Regions from separate parts of the Sus scrofa genome. Here region 1 is linked to region 2. Evidence: chromatin contacts called from public Hi-C data. All regions are on one chromosome and are shown on one strand. Each heading gives the region's core, a stretch centred on a gene start, on an enhancer-like site or on the middle of the called end of the contact. The rest is flanking DNA. Distances are from core to core; before and after follow the strand shown.

The links. A called contact is a pair of places that touch in the nucleus more often than the background predicts.
Region 1: a Hi-C map of skeletal muscle shows a contact between it and region 2, with 7 times the contacts expected there. The contact joins the promoter of RAD52 here to the enhancer-like site in region 2. A contact is called at or near these places in 6 of 47 Hi-C or Micro-C datasets (embryonic fibroblasts, heart right ventricle, psoas muscle and 2 more) and 2 of 2 datasets of contacts at active chromatin or transcription factors (alveolar macrophages and skeletal muscle).

The regions. Positions count from the first base shown.
Region 1 is chr5:68,165,181-68,170,327 of Sscrofa11.1, reverse strand. RAD52 (RAD52 homolog, DNA repair protein) reads left to right here and starts at 2,680. Exons shown (of 13, transcript NM_001123182.1): 1 at 2,680-2,871.
Region 2 is chr5:67,857,982-67,863,511 of Sscrofa11.1, reverse strand. B4GALNT3 (beta-1,4-N-acetylgalactosaminyltransferase 3) reads right to left here. Exons shown (of 22, transcript XM_021092495.1): 22 at 2,512-4,603. The coding sequence ends at 4,495. Among named protein-coding and RNA genes, the nearest start is that of B4GALNT3, 88 kb to the right of the region's middle. Within about 2 kb of position 1,646, at least 4 of the 83 cell types and tissues checked have an H3K27ac peak or open chromatin away from gene starts, as enhancers often do. A contact at or near this core is called in skeletal muscle, where this site is marked.

The DNA.
Region 1 (5,147 bases), core at 1,431-3,930, 310 kb before region 2:
TACCACTTATGATCTAAATATCCTCAGTGTAGGTCCTTTTTAATTTGTCATACTGAGCCCTGGGGTGGGATCTTTCAAAATGAAGATCTATGTCTTTCAATTCTGAAAAGTTTTTTTCTGTTTTTCTTTTTGTTAATTTCTCCTAGATGTTTTCTTATTCTCTCTTTCTGGAACACCTGTTTGTCAGATGTTGATCTTTTCTTTTTCTTTTTTTTTTTTTTTTTTTTTTGCCTTTTTAGGGCCACACCCATAGCATATGGAGGTTCCCAGGTTAGGGGTCTAATCAAAGGTGTTGCTGCCATTCCGAGCCATGTCTGTGACCTACACCACAGCTCAGGGCAATGCCAGATCCTTTAACCCACTGAGTGAGGCAGGGATCAAACCCGCAACCTCATGGTTCCTAGTCAGATTTGTTTCTGCTGTGTCAGGACAGGAACTCCAGATGTTAGTCTTTCTTGATTGATGTTTTAATTTTCTTATTGTTTCTCTTTTATTATCCATCTTTTTTTTTTTTTAACTAACTTTTGGGGAGATTTTTTAAAAGCCTTGTTTTCCAAACTTATTAGTGAAATTTTCATGGTATCGTATTTCATTATTAATATTTTTTGCCCACAGCATGTGGAAGTTCCCAGGTCAGGAAGCGAACCTGAACTGCAGTTGTGATCTGTGCCATGGCTGTGACAACACCAGATTCTTAACCTGCTGCACCGCAAGGGAACTTCAGTTAGGTATCATATTTTAAATTTCTAAGCACTTTCTTTATCTAATATATTTTTCCTTTTTTTATTAATACTCTTTCATGAACAGAATACATTTATCGGGAGTTCCTGTTGTGGCTCATTGGGTTAAGAATTCAACTAGTATCATGAGGATTTGGGTTGATCCCTGGCCTTGCTCAGTGGGTTAAGCATCTGGTATTGCTGTGGCTGTGGTACAGGCCTGAGCGGCTACAGCTCCGATTGTATTCCTAGCCTGGGAACCGCCATATACCTCGGGTGTGGCCCTAAAAAGATAGATAAATAAATAAAATGGAAATGGTTGAAATTATATACTTATTTTAATATGTATACTTTTTAGTTTTATTAAAATTAAATCTTTTCATATTGTCTTTCTCCTTTTGTGAACTATATACACACTTGTTAATATTTCTTCAATTGTTAGAACTTTTTATATATTAATTCCATTCGAATACATGTTAGTATTTCCCTATTTTTCTTGTTTATTTTCTACTTCCAGAAACTAAGTAAATTGCATGTAGATAGCTACATTTATTCACCTTTTAAGATTAATTTATCAGCTTCTATAGTTAGAAAGCTTTTCTCCATTCTAAGGTTGGCTATTCATCTGCCTATTCTTTTATATGTACCTGCATACATTTAACATTTCTCACTCGAATTCAATTGTAATTGATTTCACTTCATTATTATTATTGTTTGGCTTTGCCCTCTGCATACAGAAGTTCTCACGCCAGGGCAGGGACACCGGATCCTTAACCCACCAGGGAACTCCAGTTGTAATTATTCTTATGCATATTTTGATAGGGACTCTAACCCAATCACTGTGTCCCAGCACCATCTGAAAGCAGCCATGCCTTTCTTTATCAAATGCACGGGAATCGTGAGCACCCCTCCAGGAAATGCCTGGTTACTGCGCAGAACCGCGGCGAGGGGGTCACCGGAACAACAATTTGAAAACGTCAGTAACTGAGTATGTTCAAGTTTTCCGCACTCAGCTTGGGGTTGTGATGCAACTGTTGTTGTTGTTTTTGCTTTTCAGGGCCACACCCGTGGCATATGGAGGTTCCCAAGCTAGGGATTACAAAGGAGCTGTAGCCACGGGCCTACGTCACAGCCGCAGCAACTCGGGATCTGAGCCGTGTCTGCGACCTACACCACAGCTCAGCGCAACGCCAGATCCTTAACCTACTGAGCGAGGCCAGGGATCGGACCCGCTTCCTCATGGATACTATTCGGATTAGGTTTCACTGAGCCACCATAGGAACTCCCGAGATGCGACTCCTTAGTCTCGCTACGAGCGCTGCTGCGGGATGTCCTGCCCACGGATCGCCGCCTCTAAGCATCTCCGTCTGTGCGGGCATCTGGGGACCTCGGGACCCGGCGATGGGGCGCTGCCCGGGCTGTTGAGCCTGGTCCCGGTACAGCTCTAATCTCCGCCATAGCGGCCTGGGGTACACGGAGCCGAGCTCCGCTCGGGAGGCCGGGCAGGAGCTCGCTGGTGGCCAGCAGAGACCACAGGGGCGCAGGGCGCGCAGGGGCCAAGCGCAGAGAGCCGCTGACACGGAAGTCAGCATCGCGCTGCCAAACAACTTGCTTTACGGCTCTCAACAGATGGCTCTGTTCCTCTACCCCGACCACAACTTGCGGCTCCTCCGCCCGTTCACAGCCGTGGTGCGGCACGCTCTCTTTGGACCGTCTTCCCAGGGTCTTCTGCGCGGCCGCGCCGCGTACCCTTCCGCGAGTACAGGTCTTCTCAGTTCATTCGCGTTAGACCTTCTTCCCACACCCCGGTCTGGTTTACCCTCGTTCTGACCTTCCTCCCAGGACTCTTTGCGCGGGAACCCAAAGTGTTCTTCCGCGCCACACGCCATTCTGGTTTTGGGTACTCCCGTTGGACCTTCCTCCCAGGGTCCTCTGCGCGGCCTGCTTTATCGCCCTTCTGCGAGTACGTCTCTCGCTCTCTCTCTCTCGCTCGCTCTCTCTCTCTCTCTCTCTCTCGCACTTTTTCCAGTTTCTCTGACGCCGTCATCACGCGTGTCCTTCCGCGCGTTCAAGTCGGCTCTCGCTCGGACCTTCTTCCCAGGGTCCTCTGCGCGGCCGTCCCGAGACCCCTTCTGCGCGTTCAGGGGGAACGGTGCGTGAGTGGGATCTCCGCCGGGTGGGAAGCTCGTCTCCCGGTCCCGGCTTAGTGGTACCGACCCGGGGCATGTGCTGAGGGGAGGGTGCCGTGGCCGTGGGCGGGGCGGGGCGGGGCGGGGCGGGGCGGGGTTGGGGCTGCGGTTACTTGCTGCCGGTTGACCGGGGCCGAGGGCGCGTAGACAGTTGTACTCCGGTGTGTAGAATTACCCACTTAGGGATTTGACAGTTCAGCGCGTATTCAGCGTTTCTAGACTTTTTTTTTTTTTAAATTGAGATAGAATTTATATATGATTAAAGTTGTTCATCCAAAGTGAACATTGAGTGGTCTTTATTGTATTCACAGAGTTGGGCGGCCGTTACCGTTATCTAACGCAGAACATTTTCATCACCTGGGAAAGAAGCCCGAGCTCATTAGCGGGCTCCTCATCCCCCTCCCCCAGCCCCACCAGTCTTCTTTCTGCCTCTGAATTTGCCAGATCTGGATGTTTTGCATAAGTGGGATCATGCAGTATGTGGCTTTTTGTGTCTGGCTCCTTCACTTGGCACTGTGTCCCCAAGGTTCATCCGAGCTGTGGCGCGTGTCCCGTACTCTCGTGGCCCAATAATAATCTTTCGTTGTCGGGATATACCATGTTTTGCTTCTTCATTAATTGATGGGCATTTGCGTTTTTGCACTTTTCGGCTTAATTTAAGGGCTCTTTCATCATAGAATTCAGCCCTAGGCACAAACAATGTAAAACTAAGTTCTTATCACATTTAACTCGGGTTGGATCAGGTATTTCATTGGCCCCAGGTCTGGTATCTTTCAGAAAAGGCTGGCTTTGTGAAGTCCTCTGTTCTCAGTGCATCGCTTACTAGACCATTGACTGTGGTGGTAACAAGCAGAGAAGCGTTTGTGTGCAGGTCCCATCGGAGATGCAGTCAGACCTGTCATCTAGTGATGGGAACTGAGTGGACTTGGAGACGAGTTTATGAAAAACGTAACAGCTGTGGGAGAGGTTTGATCTCATAAAACACCTAGCCTATTTTCATCATCTGTGAATTCTGTATTTGTGAATTGACTGGCTAAAACTTCTTTGTAGCCCCAAGCAGATGCTCCAATGCTCTGGCAGTGTGTGGAGTGTCCAGCAAGGCGTCCTCTGCCTTCTTGCTCATACTGTAAACCAGTGTCTTTGTTGTGGTATATTTGTTGCTGCATTTTGCACAGTTTTATGCTTTTTATTAGTGATTCCACTGGTGTTTTTTAAAAACGCTTTTTAAAAAGCTGAAAGAATGATTCTTTAAATTCTGTGGCGCTTTGCAATATTCAGAAGTTTCACACACGATTTCATGTAATTGGTTAACAATCCTCTTTGTCTCCCTACCCCTGTCTTCCCCTCCTTCCTTCCCTGTCCCCACAGATATAGTTTTTTTGTCTATATCTGTGAGTCTGCTTCTTTTTAAAAAATGTCTGTATATGTGTATCTTTTATGAAGTCACTGCTCAAATCTTTTGCCTATTTTAAATTAGGTTAATTGCCTTTTTATTTTTGTTGAGTTGTAGACTTTCTTTATATATCCTTTTTATATCCTGGATATCAGTCCTTTGTGGTTGCCTATTCATTTTTTTTTTTTTTCCCTTTTACGGCCGCACCTTCAGCGTGTGGAAGTTCCTGGGCTAGGGGTCCAATTGGAGCTACAGCTGATGGCCTTCACCACAGCCACAGCAACACCGTATCTGAGCTACATCTGCAACCTACACCCTAGCTTGTAGCAATGTTGGATTCTTAACCCAGTGAGTGAGGCCATGGATTGAACCCACATCCTCACAGAGACAATGTTAGTCCTTAACCTACTGAGCCACAACAGGAACTCATATTCATTTTCTTAGAGTTGTTTTGATAAGCAGACTTTTGGTGTAGTTATATTTGTCTTTTTTTTTTTTCTTCCAGCCACGCCAGGAATTGAAACTGTACCACAGCAGTTAACAATGCTAGATCCGTAACAACTAGGCAACAGGAACTCCATGTCATTTTTTCTTTTATAGTAATTGCTTTCTGAGTCCTCTGAGTAAAAAATCTTGACTGCCTCCAGGTTGTGAAGATATACTCCTGTATTTTCTTGTAGAAATTTTATAGATTTACCTTTTATGTTTAGGCACATGGTCTATCTCTAGTTTTTGTGTGTGGTGTGAAAATTACTCTGTGAAGAATATCGAATTTTCTTCCCATGTAGATATCCAGTTACTCCAGCTGTCATGTGTTGTACTGCTTTGGTACCCTTACTGAAATTC
Region 2 (5,530 bases), core at 397-2,896:
AAGCCTGTGCCCTGTGCCCTATGCCCTACGCTATGCCCTACAGTCCAGGAAGCCCAGCCCCGGGAGAAGCCTGCCCAGCAGCCTGAACCACGGTGCCACCAAGAGCAGGGGAGACAGCATGCTGGATATGGCCTTCCTCATGTCCAATGCCACAAGGCTCTCATCACTACACCATCCTCACCACCCTCATCGGCATCTCTCTGCTCCAGAAGGTGGTCATTGGAATCCTCCTCGTGGTCACTGGTGAGAAGCCCCGGACTAGAGTTGGCCTGGCCTCGGGTACCCCCCAGTGGGAAGAAAAGCCCCAAGTGCCTCCCTGTCACTCCCTGCATTTGCAGAGGCCACTTTCTCAGCCATACACTAACCTACTGTTAGCCCCCTGCACCTACAAATGCCCAAGGAACAACTACGTGGTGAGTCAGGCACCCCATTTATCTCCTGGTCTCCCATTTAGTGGCCACTCCACAAGACCTGCTGAGTGGCAGTCCTCACTAACTTGTAGCAGAGATCCTTAGAGCCTCCCATGTGAGCACACAGCCCCACTCTGAGAAGGCCCAGTAAGTTCCTAAATCCCAGTTCCATTAAATACCACGTGGGTGCCCTGCTCTGGTCAGTGAGGGAGAAGGCATCTGAGCACCATGGCAGCCACCTTCCTTCATTCTGCTACGCTGATCTCTGAGGGGCCAGACTTTCTCTGAATTCTAGTAGCTGTGGTGGGGGAAGCCCCAGGCTGTGGTCTCCCATATCCCCAGACCCTCGTCTGCCACCCCCTTTTCTCCACACCTTGACTGAATCTCAAGAAGGCAGAAGAGCAATAGTGACTATACCAGCTCAACCACACAGCCACTACCTTGGTCTTCATCACAGCCTTTGGGGCACAAGAGACAGGGCTCCTGGCTGCAGGGACCCCCAAAGACTCCTCTCTGACCACATGGTGGGACCCAGGTAAGGGAGGACAGGAGGTCCCCAGGTGGCCCTTCTCACATCTGGGGTTTGGGCTGAGAGAGATCCTTGCCAAGCCAAAGGGGAAGACCATAGACCTGGGGCAAGGAGAGGGCTTGGAGAGGAGTTCAGGTTGGGGCTCAGAAAGCTCCCAGTGCTCTCTTCTTAGGCTGGGCTTTTCTACAGCCTGGGATGGGGGAGGCTATGGTTAATGCGGATAAAGGGCGATGTGGGCGGGTGTTCCCCTTCACACTGTCTGGCAGTCCGTGCGACTCAAATTGTGGTCCATGGACCAGTAGCATCAATAAAACCACTGGGACCTGGCTGGCAGGCTAGAGCCTCCTGCCCCGCTGCAGCCTCAGATCTGAATCAGCACCTGTGTCCTGAGGAGGCTGCCAGGGCCACCATGTGCACGGTGAAGTCAGGCACTGGTCTGGCCTGCCCTCCACACCGCCTCCTCTCTGCTTCCCCTACAGGTTCTAGGTCTGCTTCCTCCTTTCCCCTTGGACCCCCCGCCCCCATCTGCCGGGCTGCTGGGCACTTTCCCCACCCTCTGGGAGAGCTCCTGAAAGGGCAATGTAGATGCCCTTGCTTCTCACCGCCAGCACCGAAATGAAGATGGGACCTTTTACTGGCTTAAGTGAATCCCGCTCAGGTTGCAGTCCTGAGCTCAGACTGGGGTACTGCCAACCCTCCTCCTGGCAGATCTCCTGCCCTCGAGGTGTGCCTATCTAAGGCTTCAGACTCCACCCTGTTCCCTCCCTCAGCTCCAGGCCTCCTTGCCCTTTCTGAAGAATGGCATGCTTTCTACCTAAAAAGATTGCTGCAAATCACTGTGAGTCAATCATTCTGTCTCCAATTGTGAAGGCTCAGGCATCTGGGCAGCTCTCTCCATCTGGGTCCTGGAAAGGGCTCAAAGGAGCGACTAGAGCCTGGAGGGAGAAAAGGCTTTTAAGTCCCTCCCTCCCCCCTGGGTCCTGCTCTGAGTCAGTTTTCCAGCCCCGGGTGCCTTGGGCTACTTACCATCTGCTACATCAGTGGCAGATGAGTCAATTCTGGATTGGTGTGTGGGCACAATCCTCTCTGAGAACCTACCTACACTACTCTAGCTTCCGTCGCAGCACCTTCTCTTGAGCCTGAGTTTAAGGAATACAAACTGTGATCTCTGCCCACATCAGCTAGGACTAGGACCGTAACTTTGTACCTATAAGGCAGCAACCGGGCATCCCCAGCTCAAACAGATGGTTTTTAGGTCATTCACTCTTTTAGAGTAAGCCGCACCTGCACTTCTCCTCACCTTTTGTTCACTCAACCATTGTGTGTCCACTGAAACCACCGACCTCCACCAAACTACTGCACAGAAAATGCTCCTCAGACAGGAAGCACGTCAGCCCCTTCCTGAGTAAACCCAGCCCAAGGGAGGCTGCCCTCACAGCCGCAGTGGAGGGTCTGCGGAGGGTCCCTGGCATGTCCCTCGGAGGCCTGACAGCCTCGAGATGGCGATGTGAGCCCTGGGCCCTCGGCCCACCTGCCTCCCACCTGGATGGGCAACAGGAAAACACAAGAGCATTTGGTTTTCTGAGAAGATGCTGTATTAATGCTTCCCTCCCCCAACCCTACACGTGTCCCCAGACAGTGGGGGCGGGGCCAGGCCCTCCCCATTAAGGCAGACGGAGTGGAGGTAACAAACACCAAATGCAAGGCACTGGCCAGGGCGGAGCGGGTGGCGGGCTGGGCAGGGGAGCCGGCGGGCTCCTGTCATCAGGAGGGTGAAATGGGAGGGCTGCCTGCGTGGGCTCGGGCCTTTCAGGGCAATGCCCAGGGACAAGAGTGGCCCCAGAGAGAAGCCTGTCACCTCAGGCAGCTCTTGCCTACTCCCTACAGCCCTTTCGCAAAGGGAAGGAGCCTGAACAGGGACAATAAAAAGACCGAGCCTGGGGGCAGATACGGTATCCACAAGCCACAATCTATTCATTGAAAATTCTGTGTCCTTCCTGATTTCTTGAGGGAGGCAGGCATTCTCTTCAACCTCCAGAAGGTTCTTGAGAGGCTGTGTTCTCCCATATGCTAAGTTTAAGTTCTTAGTGAGTGCAGGGCCACCAGGTAGACCCTGCCGCCCCAGGTGCCGTGACTTGGCCTTTGTCACAGCATGGGGCCTGGGCCCTGCTGCACCCCAATAAGCCCTTCTTCACAGAGGGGAGCCCCGTGCTCACCTCCCTAACGGGACACTGGGGTGCAAGATGCAGTGTCCAATGCACCGCGGGTGACTCAGCAGCAGTGGCAAGAGGCAGCAGCAGCAGAAGACTCCCCAGCTGCAAAGGCACCTGGAGTTATTAGTGCAAGTTAAGTGCGAGATGGGGGTGACAGAAAGGGTGCCCCAGACTACAAAGGCCAAGGGCCACGTTCCTTGAAACGGCTTCACTTTTCAGTCCTCCAGCGCTGCTCCCAGTGGAGAGATATCTCAACCATACTCGTGTCTCCCCAAACCTTCTGCCCTGGTCCCTGTTTTCCAGTTCAGAGTGTCACCCATCCCCCAGGGGGCTGCCTGGGGCTCTCCCTGCAGGAGGGCGCTGGGCTGTGAGGACTCAAGCTTTCCACTTCCCTTCCCATCCCTTCCTGCTGGACCCACCCTCACCTCCTTCCCTCTCTGTTTCATGTGGTCCCCAAGGCCCCAGCCCACAGGTGCCTGGGATGGGAAAAGGGCTTCTTGTCCCTGCCTTCCCCACCTTGCCCATTCTGCACGGCCTATCCACCCAACACAGGGAGTGAGGGGCCCACCGCCCACCAGCTTCTGGTGCCCAGCCCCCTGCAGCCCCCGGAAGAGGAGGCCAGTTCTGTGCGTCTGGTGGGTCTGGAGTGAGCGCCGCCTGGAAAGTAAGGTTAATGCCCTAGTCGGTGGCCAGCTGCCTAGGAGAGATGTGCGTGGCCTGGAGGCACAGGTCTAGGACGGAGCTGAGAACTCTCCACGTGGGGCCAGCTCCTCGGCTATAAGTCAGCTGCCGGGTGAAGGACTGAGAACACACCTGTACCCGGGAGTGGGTCTGAGGTATGCAAGGGGGACCCTCCCTAAATGCACGGCTCTGCCCACCTCACAGTCTCTGCTGCACCTGGACAGTTTCAGTTTTGGTTTTCTGTTAAAAAAATAAAACCCAATAAAATACTCCAATAGAAGAGTTTCCAGTCCCTGGTCACTGTTCTCTGGAGGAGCACCAGGCAGATCCTGGACCGCACCTCCCGGATCAGGCTGGTATCCACCAAGCAGCGCTTTCCTTCCTCGGCCTGGTTCTGCCGACCTTCCCGGGAGCTGCTCCGTCTGTGTACCATCTCCGGGCTCCCCTCCCAAAGTCCTCCCTCCAGAGGCCCGGGGTGGAGAGCAGGCCTCAGCCTTGTCCCACAAGGATGCCTGCCGGTGCAGGGGGCATTGGCTTGGAGGCCCCTTGGGCCCAGCATGGCTCCTGCTCCCCTTGTCTCCTCCAGCAGTGAGTGGGCACCGGCCGAGCAACTGCGGTCCAGGGGCAGGAAGCGGTCGGTCCAGTGGGCCACCCCTCGGGATCACGGCATCTTCATCTGGCGGCGATTCCACATGCCTCGCTTGGAATGGAAGTGATGGAAGAAGTTGCGGAGGGAGAGACGTTCCACTTCCAGGCCTGCTTGGAGGATCCTGAGCAGGAAGGAGCAGGATGAGCAACAGAAGCACAAGGCCCAGGCCCTAAGTAGCCCGCCTGCTACATCTCCACCAGACCCTGTCCCTGTCCCCCTCTGGCCACTCCCCACGGGGCAGGGAAGGTGATGGGGTGGGGCAAAGGGCCTCTGACATGCATTAGCTGTGAGATTTGGGGCAAGTTGTCAACTTCTCTTCAAGGCTCGGTTTTATTATCTGGAAAAAGGACCCAGACCATCTCGCAGAGGGCTGGGGAGGAACAGCCCAGGTGACGGAGGTGAACCACCTGCCGAGCACCGGCTCCCAGTGACTGGTGAGTAAGGAAGTGCCGTCCCTCAGGATGAAGCATGTCTTCCTTGTCAGGGTACCCTCTCCCCCGATGTCCCTGACCTTCCCTGTCCACCTCTTCTGGATGCTGTTCCAGCAATTACACCCTTTCTTTCTGGGATTTTCCCCCTCTCCCTCCTTTGCCCCTGCCTCTTAAGCTCAAATCTCAAGGTATCATCTACTCCCCTGCCCCTTCTCTCAGCAGCAAATTTCTCGAAGAAGGAACCTCAGACTAAGCCTCCCCCCCTCACCTCCCACATGTTCCACATCCCCTCACCCTGGTGGCCCGCGCCAGCCTGCTCCCTGCTGCCACCCCTCTTCCAGGCCGCAGCTCCCCTGCCTCTCCTTCTCCTTCTCCCATTGACCCTTTCATACTCCCCAAACTCCCTTCTCCTGGTTCCAGGGACCGAGCACCTCCTGGACACCTTGCTGCCCTTGAAGGGCCCACACTGGCTCTTTTCTGGCCCTGAGGTCTCTCCTGATGCTTTGCCGGGTCACCATTCACCCCCACGACTCAGCCTCCTCCCCAGGCAGCATGAGGGAGGAGAGCACGACCAGGAGAACAGGAGTCTGGCTGAGAGCGTTGCCCTTCCCGTCTGC